3 separate regions of the Rattus norvegicus genome follow, and regions 1 and 3 are each linked to region 2. The links are chromatin contacts, called in public Hi-C maps. All regions are on one chromosome and are shown on one strand. Each heading gives the region's core, a stretch centred on a gene start, on an enhancer-like site or on the middle of the called end of the contact. The rest is flanking DNA. Distances are from core to core; before and after follow the strand shown. Region 1 has its middle 17 kb from the start of Cdkn2aip. Region 2 holds the start of Rwdd4 (RWD domain containing 4). Region 3 holds the start of Ing2 (inhibitor of growth family, member 2).

Region 1 (2,700 bases), core at 57-2,556, 180 kb before region 2:
AATTCAGAACTAGTCCTGTAGTGGCGTGGATGACAATGGCCCCCATGTGCTAGAATACTTAGCCTTGGGGTGGTGGAATTGTTTAGGAAGGATTTAGAGTTATGGCCTTGTTGGAGGAAGGGTGTTGCTAGAGATAGAGACTGAGGTTACAAAAGACTCTGCTGAGCCAGTCTCTTAGTTCTCCCATGAACTCAATCCTATTAGTTCCAGGTAAACTGGGCATCAAACAATGTGTTTCAAGCCTATTATCTCATTTTGCCTGACTCTCCCTTATTATCTTCCAGTCCCCAGCATCCATGGGGACTTTAGCTAGCAATAACTGAGTGTCCTTGATGATTCGTATAAACCAATCTAGCAGCAACTCACTTCCCTCATGCCTCAGAGAAAGCAGTCTTTGTTTCAGGAGAGGATGGGTAGTTATATTACTTAGTTCCTCTGTTTCTGTGGTACTTAGACGGTTTCCATCCATTTACAGTCTCATAAACCAGGCTGTGAAAATGTTCCTCTAGCTTAAAAAGTCTTTCCCAATTCAAGCACTTCAGAGGTAGAATATTCCTTGGCCTTCAGAGTTTCCTGTCCCAGGTCATTACCAAAGCCCTCATCTGTATCCCAGATTGCGGATTTTCTCTTCTTCAGTATTAAGGAGCAGACCCGAGGAATATCTTCTCTCACTTCTGCCCTGCTTTCTCCTTCTTCACCATCCGATCCTTCCCATGGGTTCTATGCTTTTGGATCTCAAGAGGAACTCTGTGCTCTCTTTATACTTCCCCGTCCTCCTCCAGATGTAAGAAACAGCCAGACCCTCCATTTCATCCAATTTTCTTGACAAATCAGGGGACAATATGGAGGATGTTGCCCATACATCCCTTTCCCTTTTAGACATTGCCCTTACATGAGCTCAGAACCATCTTGTCCTCAGTTGTAAGTCCCTTTATGCTCAGCAGCAGCCACACCAACATGACAGCTCTTCAGCAAATCTTGTCCCATATATGATCCCCTCATGGACGGCAATGTATTCTCTTGTCATTCAGTCATTTTGGGGGCATCCTTACACTCACATGGTGGACCTCACTCACCGTGACATCCTCTCCATGACCCTCTAATGTGGCTTAGCCATTTCAGTTGACTGTCTTGCTATCTATAGCAACACTTATGCCACCATCGTGGTAGCAAGAAGGCACACCATCATGTTGAACATGGCAAGGGTGGTCATATTGAATTACACAAATACTCCAACCTCAGTTGCATACTTTGCTACCTAGAACAAGGGCTGGGCAATGACCCTTTCCAGGTTGCTCTTTGTTTTGTTATACCCTGCATTTTGGTGCAGCGATGGTGTCTTAGTGTGCTTTCTGTTGATCTGATAAACCCTTCTGACCAAAAGCATCTCGGGGGAGAAAGAGTTTATTTGGTCTACACTTCCACACCACAGTCCATCTATGAGGGAAATCAGGGCAGGAGCTCATGCAGGAACCTAGAGGCAGAATCTGATGCAGAGGCCATGAAGGGACGCCACTCACAGGCTTTTTCCTCATGGGTGGCTCTGCTTGCTTTCTTATATAACCCAGGACCATCAGCCCAGGAATATCGCTAGCCACAGTGGGCTGGGCTCTCAGCCCTCCCACAACAATAGTTTATCACGAAAATACACTATAGACTTACTCAGAGACCAATCTGATGGATGTGTTTTCTTAACTGAGGATCGCTATTTCCAAATAACTTCGGCTTAGTCAAGTTGACAAAGAGAAGAAAAAAAGAAAAGTACAGATGGCTAGTTTTAAATACCAGCTTGTCAGAACCTAGAATCACTGGAATTTTTGTTGAATAATCCAGGGCTTGTGGGTGTGGCGTTATCCACCCATGCAGAATGGCTCAGCTCAAAATTCTTTTTTTAAAAAAGTACATTTTAGAGTTAAGTAACGAGGATCCATAAGTCTTCTCATGTATCTTTAGTTTTACATAAACGATGTGTGTATGTGTGGGGGGTGTGGGGGTGGTCGTGCATGTTCACACATGTGGAGGTCAGAAGACAACCTTCTGGAGTCAGGTCATCAAGGTTGAGGCCTTGGTGAGCCATTTTGCCCCTGATCTCCTGCTTAAATCTTTCTACCTTCTCCTTTCTCCCATCTCTTCATCCTGGTCTTGACTTAAGTCTTTCCTTTTCCAGTACCGCCTCCCCACCCCCACCCCCACCTTCTAATTTCCTATCGCGTATGTTCTGCTAGCCCTTTCTCTCCTATGGCCTCTTCTCCCCTCCCTCTGAGGAGCTCTTTCTAGTTTCTTGATCTCTGTAGACACTTCAGAATTAAATCTAAAAATGAGAAGCCGGGATCTGCACGTGAAAGAGGACATACAGAGTCTATCCTTCTGGGCCTGAGTTACTTGGTGAGGCTCTAGCTCCGCCCAGTTTCCTGGGAATAGCTTCATTAACGCATTCTTGCTGATCGCATTGTCTAGCTATTGAATGGCCACGGATGGGCAAGTGTCTCTGGGGTAGGGTACAGACCCCTTTGGGTTCATGTCCTGGGATGGCATAACTGGTCATACGGTAGGTCTTTTGGTTTTATGAGAAATGCCCACACTCATCTTTATTTATCCACACTAATTTACACACCCACTACCGGAGAAAGGACTCCTCTTTCCCCACATCCTCACCAGCGTTGTGTGAGGAACACCTTTCGGCACCTCGGCTAGGAACAC
Region 2 (2,700 bases), core at 133-2,632:
TGTTGGGGTCCTTTATGGAGTATTTGTAACCTAGCTTCTTTTAACATCTACATTGTCAGAACATTTTAAGGAACACAGTCAAAATAAACAGCAAATTACTACATCTCTACTACTATACAAGGAGTCTACTGCGACATAAGATTTTTTTTCTATGGGATGGGATTTCTGGAACTACTCCTTTGAACCAGGTTAGTCTCAAACTCTGAAATCGGCCTGCCTGCTGCCTCCCGAAATCCTGGGATTAAAGGCGACCACCTAGAGATTTATCTTCTAATCCTTATTCTACCACACTCACCAAACCGCCCAAGGGTGCTCGAGCACTGTTGACACTTTGCTTTCTCACCTGGACACATTATAGAGTTAGAAAGTTAAATGACAAATAATTTGGGCTGGGGATTTAGCTCAGTGGTAGAGCGCTTACCTAGGAAGCGCAAGGCCCTGGGTTCGGTCCCCAGCTCCGAAAAAAAAAAGAACCAAAAAAAAAAAAAAATGACAAATAATTTATAGTACCTATTCCTTCCGAGTCTATACCAATATATTTTGCAAAACGAACAAACAAAAAAAACCCACCACCACCACCATTACCAACAAAACCCAAAGCACAAACTACAAGATTAGGATTGATATGTGGATGCTCAAAACATTGTATATCTACTCAACAACAGAATGACTGCAGACTTCACTAAGCATCAGGGACTGAAACCAAAACACAGGGTCATTCATTTTTCTCCAGAGATTTTACTTACTCAACCCTTTCTACGAAACCACAAGTTTTAAAATTTAAAGGTGTTCAGATTTTAAGACAGAATAACTGGACACACAAGCGCTAAGCCACAAAAGGGATTTAAGGATGGCCAAGTGCACTAGGGTCGTGGACCAAGGACACTCATCTTAGCAAGAAAATCTAAGGAGACCTTCGGGTTGAAAAAAAAAAAAAAAGACAAATAAGGGAAACGGGAGGTTTAGTCTCACGTGATCCATTCATGCTTGCTGGCCATACGGTTGTCCAGTGCTATCTGGCAGGCGATCCACCAACGTGGGACATCCGGACAGGCAATGAAGGCTCTCAGAGCGAAGGACATGTGCGAAGTCCGGGTGCACCACGTTGGGACCTGGGCCGAGACAGAGGTGACCAGTCCTGGGTTCTCACCTCCTGATCCTCGTTGGCACCCATCGCTCCGGGCGCTCGGCGTTCGCTACCGCGAAGAACGGGCGGGCAGCGGGCGGGAGGCCGAGGCACCCCGTTTCCGCGCCTCGGTCTAGGGAAACCTTCCTTGCAGCCGTGGGTACGACCTCGCGCACTCCCGATCCTCGGCAGCTCCAAGCCACCGGCAATCGGCTTTGGGCCGGGAACCAAGGATCGCGTTAAGTGCAATCGGGAACCAGGATCACGTTAAGGGACACCTAGACCTCTGACCAGCTACTGATGGGCGGTAACGAGGAAGCCCCGCCCCCTCTCACGATCGCTTCTCCTATTGGCTTCTTCTTTTTCCGCCCCCAACTCCTTCTCCTCTAGGAAATGGAACACCTTCCTAACAAGAAACCCCGTTCTATTCCAGGACTGGTGTGCGGTACTGTCACTCAAGCCCAGGAAGTGCTTCCTGTGCCAACGGAGGCGGGGAAAAGGAAGTCTCGCCTTCTGCCGCCCGGTCTGGGGCTGGGGCTGTCGGTTGTCGGTGGCCGTGTTCCTAGACGCCCCTCCCTGACTCTCCTGGCTCTTTCGGGGCCGACGGAGACTCGCCGCGGCTGCAGCGGGTCCAGGGCCTGGGTGAGTTGAGCCCAGAAACCTTCCAGGCCATCCCGACTGGTTTAGTGGCCTGAGTGTCCCCTTGGCGTTTCTCCTTCACCTGCAAAGAAGAACGCACTTATTTCTAGCGAGGTGGGAATGGTGGAGGAAAATTGTCAGTTTCTAGGACTTTGAGGTTATTCTCCTTGCCCAGTTGCAGCTACTAGCGTCGAATGCTGCGACCCTAGGGACAGTCTTTTCGTTCATTTGATCTTTTTGCAGGTGGGCGTCTGTCAATCCTTGCTTGCTAGCCCGTGTCTTGCATCCCGAACCACCTGTTTATTGATATCCGTCTTCTTTAGTAGTTACTTTGATTGAGTTAGCTTGTTTCTCTTCTACGATAGCTTGCACTAACCAGGTGATCTGGTGCTGAGCACTTACTTTGTACTTTTATATGTTCCCTCCCTGTCAATAGTTTGCTTGACATATATTGACAATAGTTACTCCATTATTTTCCAGGAAGCGATTTATTTCCTGTGTGTCATTGAAATCTATTCAGTCAGCACTTGTCCTGTACCATCCCTTTTTAAATTTCCCTACAGCATAGGCAGGACCATTGCAAGTGCCAACGCTTGTAAGGTAGAATAAGGCAGGGATGGCTGGTGCAGTTTTCATGATGTTGTTGGAACAGATTTGCAGTAATCAAGAGCTACACTGTCAGTAGCCAAGAAGGGGCTATAGACACTTGAAATCGGCTAATCTGAACTGAGGCGTGCTGTTCCTGTACAATACACACAGGGTTTGGGTTTGAAGACGATACACAAATAGGTTTTTACAAGTTCATGGGTTACTTACGATGTTTGGGAAATATTTTCGGCTAAAATAGAATATGTCTAAAATCCCCCATCTTTCTATTTCTTTTTTGCCGGGTGGGTGGGGGACTCTCTTTGAGATCTCCATAGCCCTGGCTGCCC
Region 3 (2,700 bases), core at 92-2,591, 160 kb before region 2:
TTAGACCCGGACCTAGATTTCCCTTGGCAAACACCTGCTTTGCATATAGCACTTCGCAAGTGTTCGGAACAGGCCGTGCAACAGGTACAGCGCTGCAAACCAGGCAAGAGCACCCCAAACTCATCTCTCTGGCCTTTTCTTACTCAGAGACTCTGCTCCCATGGGGGTTTACACAAGCGTTGCATCAAAATTCGGTGAGTACTCTTACTTATACCTATTTCTGGGGAAACAAAAACAAAAACCAAACAGCTCACATATTTATATACATTCCGGAAGTCTATCCGTAATTACAGTTAGCTCCTCCTCCTGGCATTTCACTGATGGTACTGGGAGAGTAAGGCGGCTAACCAACCGCTCACACAGACAGCACCGCACTCGGTGGCTGATCCGATTTTTAATCCCATCTGCACGGCTCCCCTGCTGGTTAGTGGTGAAGCCGAGTGAAAATACAGTGCCGCGCGCGTGTGTGTAGTGAAAAATACAGTGTCGTCTGTGTGTATGTGTGCGTCTCTCATTCTGCGGCCACGCCAAGTCCTCCCTGGTGTGTGATGCCTAAGCGATTCGACCTATGGAAACAGTGTCCTTAAGGTGGTTTGGGGTCGGGGGACAGGGCGGGGCGCAGTCTTGTCACCTTCTCCCTAAACCAAACTCTAAGGCGCGCGGGGAGGGGAGCCGACCCTGCGAGCCACCCTGGAGCTGGGGGGAGGGGACCGCATGCGAGGCGGGAATCGGCATTTAAAAACCGAGGGCAGGGGGCGCACCGCCTACCTCCGCGGTCGGCCCCGGTACTCCGGGAGCCTGGCGGCGACCGGAGCACAACCGTGGCCGCGGGGCGCTCGGCGGGAAGTCGCCGCGCATGCCCGGAGCCGCGCCCGCTGCACCCTGGGTCGCTTTAGTTCTCTCAGGCCTCACTCGGCCAGCAGCGCCCAGGGGCCGCTCGCTGCTGTCTTGGAGGCTCGCGAGGGAGGCGCTGGATCCGCCAGATGGAGGCAAGGTCGGTAACTCGGGACCGAGCGAGCCGAGCAGAAGCTTCCTCTCCCTCCAGGGTCCAGAAAACGAGAGAGCGGTCGCCTGGCCTCTCGGGGGCAACCGTCAGAGTTTGGGCGAAGGGGCAGGCTCAGCCATGCGGCCCCTTTAAGAGGGGGCGGGGCGCAGCCTGCCGTTTGGCCGCCCTCCGCACCCTCCCCCCGCCCCAGGCGAGAGTTGACAGACCAATCGCCCGGGTGGCGCAGGGAAGGCGGGAGAATGCGAACTCTTCGGTAGGGCGATAGGGGCGGGGCCCCAGCCTTATTAGGAGTGAGTGCTGCGCAGGCGCAGATGCGGCCTCTGGCCAAGGGGCGGGGGCAAGTCCACTGAGACTCCGACAGGCAAGGAGGCTGATAGCGAGGCGAGAGGATAGCGAGGGTCTTGTCACGGGGATCCGGGCGACCGGGCAGCTCTGGTGGTGTCTGGGGAGTCCCAGGGGGGACAGCCAGTGTCACCGCCCGGGAGCCCGGCGCCGTCGGCCGCGGGGAACCCCGCTGCTCTCTCCCAGCGAGGGAGGGGGCCGGAGGGAGCCCCGGTCTCGCCCCGCCCTTGGGCTTGTTACCGCGGGGGCGGGGAGTAAGGGTTTCTTCTGGGGGGAGTGGAGATCGGGGGACTCGGCGGTGCCCTCTCGAGCGGCGGCCGTGTCCCCGCGGCGCCGGGCTGCCGAGCGGAGGAGCGGCGGTCGTGGCTGTTGCATGTGTGGCTGCTGGATGCGGAGGCGGCGGCGGCGGCGGCGGCGAGGAGCAGCAGCGGCGGCAGGATGTTAGGGCAGCAGCAGCAGCTGTACTCGTCGGCCGCGCTCCTGACCGGAGAGCGGAGCCGGCTGCTCACCTGCTACGTGCAGGACTACCTGGAGTGTGTGGAGTCGCTGCCCCACGACATGCAGAGGAACGTGTCGGTGCTGCGGGAGCTGGACAACAAATACCAAGGTACTTTCCCTCTCTCGGGTGTAAGTGTGCGCGAAGTGCACCGAGCGATCTGGTGTGTAGGACCGGGAGAGGGTCCTGCACAACACACTCGCGGCCCTCCCTGTCCCGGCTGCGGCTGACTAGGACTTCCGAGGACCGCCCGTCAGCCCCCGCTGCAGCTCTGGCGGCTGGCTGCAGCTGCCGCGGACCGGGAATCAGCCATTTTAAGCGAGCATTTGTTCCGGTGCCTGCCGGCTGGGTGCCGCACTCTGTCCTGCCCGGGGCTGGCGAATGTGCAGCAGCGGGACGCGGGCTGGACTAGGTGCTGGGCCTGCTTGCCCCTTGCCCGCTGGGCTTCCTCCCTCTGCGAGCAGATGCATTGGAACGTATGGGGGGAGGGGGAGAGAGGACGGCGAAGGTGGACTCCGGAGATGCACCCCCCCCACCGCCTCCCGGCGTGGCGCGGGACTGGGACAGTCTGTGCTTCCCTTTCGCCCCGGGGAAAGTTCCGGGCCGCCCGGTGCCTCAGCTCTTCCTCTGCTATTGCCCAATGGTTAAAGGGGGAGGGGTCCCCCGCAGGGCCGGGCGGAGAAGGGGTGTGTGTCTGTGTGTGTCTGTGTGTCCGTGTGTGTGTCTGTGTGTCTGTGTGTCTGTGTGTGTGGCGGGGAGGGCCCAGCCTAGGGGCGGGGCCTGCAGGTGTGACGTCGTATGGGCGGGGCGCGCGCTCCCGCGGGCGTCGGCCACAGCGGGCTGCTCCTAGGGGCCG

What was found. A called contact is a pair of places that touch in the nucleus more often than the background predicts.
Region 1: a contact with region 2 is called in a Hi-C map of prefrontal cortex, with 5 times the contacts expected there. The contact joins the enhancer-like site here to the promoter of Rwdd4 in region 2. A contact is called at or near these places in 5 of 12 Hi-C or Micro-C datasets (the A7r5 cell line, frontal cortex, hepatocytes and 2 more).
Region 3: a contact with region 2 is called in a Hi-C map of liver, with 2.4 times the contacts expected there. The contact joins the promoter of Ing2 here to the promoter of Rwdd4 in region 2. A contact is called at or near these places in 9 of 12 Hi-C or Micro-C datasets (the A7r5 cell line, Schwann cells, frontal cortex and 5 more) and 1 of 1 datasets of contacts at active chromatin or transcription factors (oligodendrocytes).

What each region holds. Positions count from the first base shown.
Region 1 is chr16:51,284,550-51,287,249 of GRCr8, forward strand. No RefSeq gene overlaps it. Among named protein-coding and RNA genes, the nearest start is that of Cdkn2aip, 17 kb to the left of the region's middle. Within about 2 kb of position 1,307, at least 8 of the 93 cell types and tissues checked have an H3K27ac peak or open chromatin away from gene starts, as enhancers often do.
Region 2 is chr16:51,464,336-51,467,035 of GRCr8, forward strand. It overlaps Rwdd4 (RWD domain containing 4), which reads right to left and starts at 1,383. Exons shown (of 8, transcript NM_001034994.1): 1 at 1,151-1,383. The coding sequence starts at 1,174. It overlaps Trappc11 (trafficking protein particle complex subunit 11), which reads left to right and starts at 1,520. Exons shown (of 30, transcript NM_001169115.1): 1 at 1,520-1,768.
Region 3 is chr16:51,306,951-51,309,650 of GRCr8, forward strand. It overlaps Ing2 (inhibitor of growth family, member 2), which reads left to right and starts at 1,342. Exons shown (of 2, transcript NM_001106083.1): 1 at 1,342-1,955. The coding sequence starts at 1,787. LOC134482502 (a long non-coding RNA gene) reads right to left here and starts at 901. Exons shown (of 2, transcript XR_010058702.1): 1 at 769-901.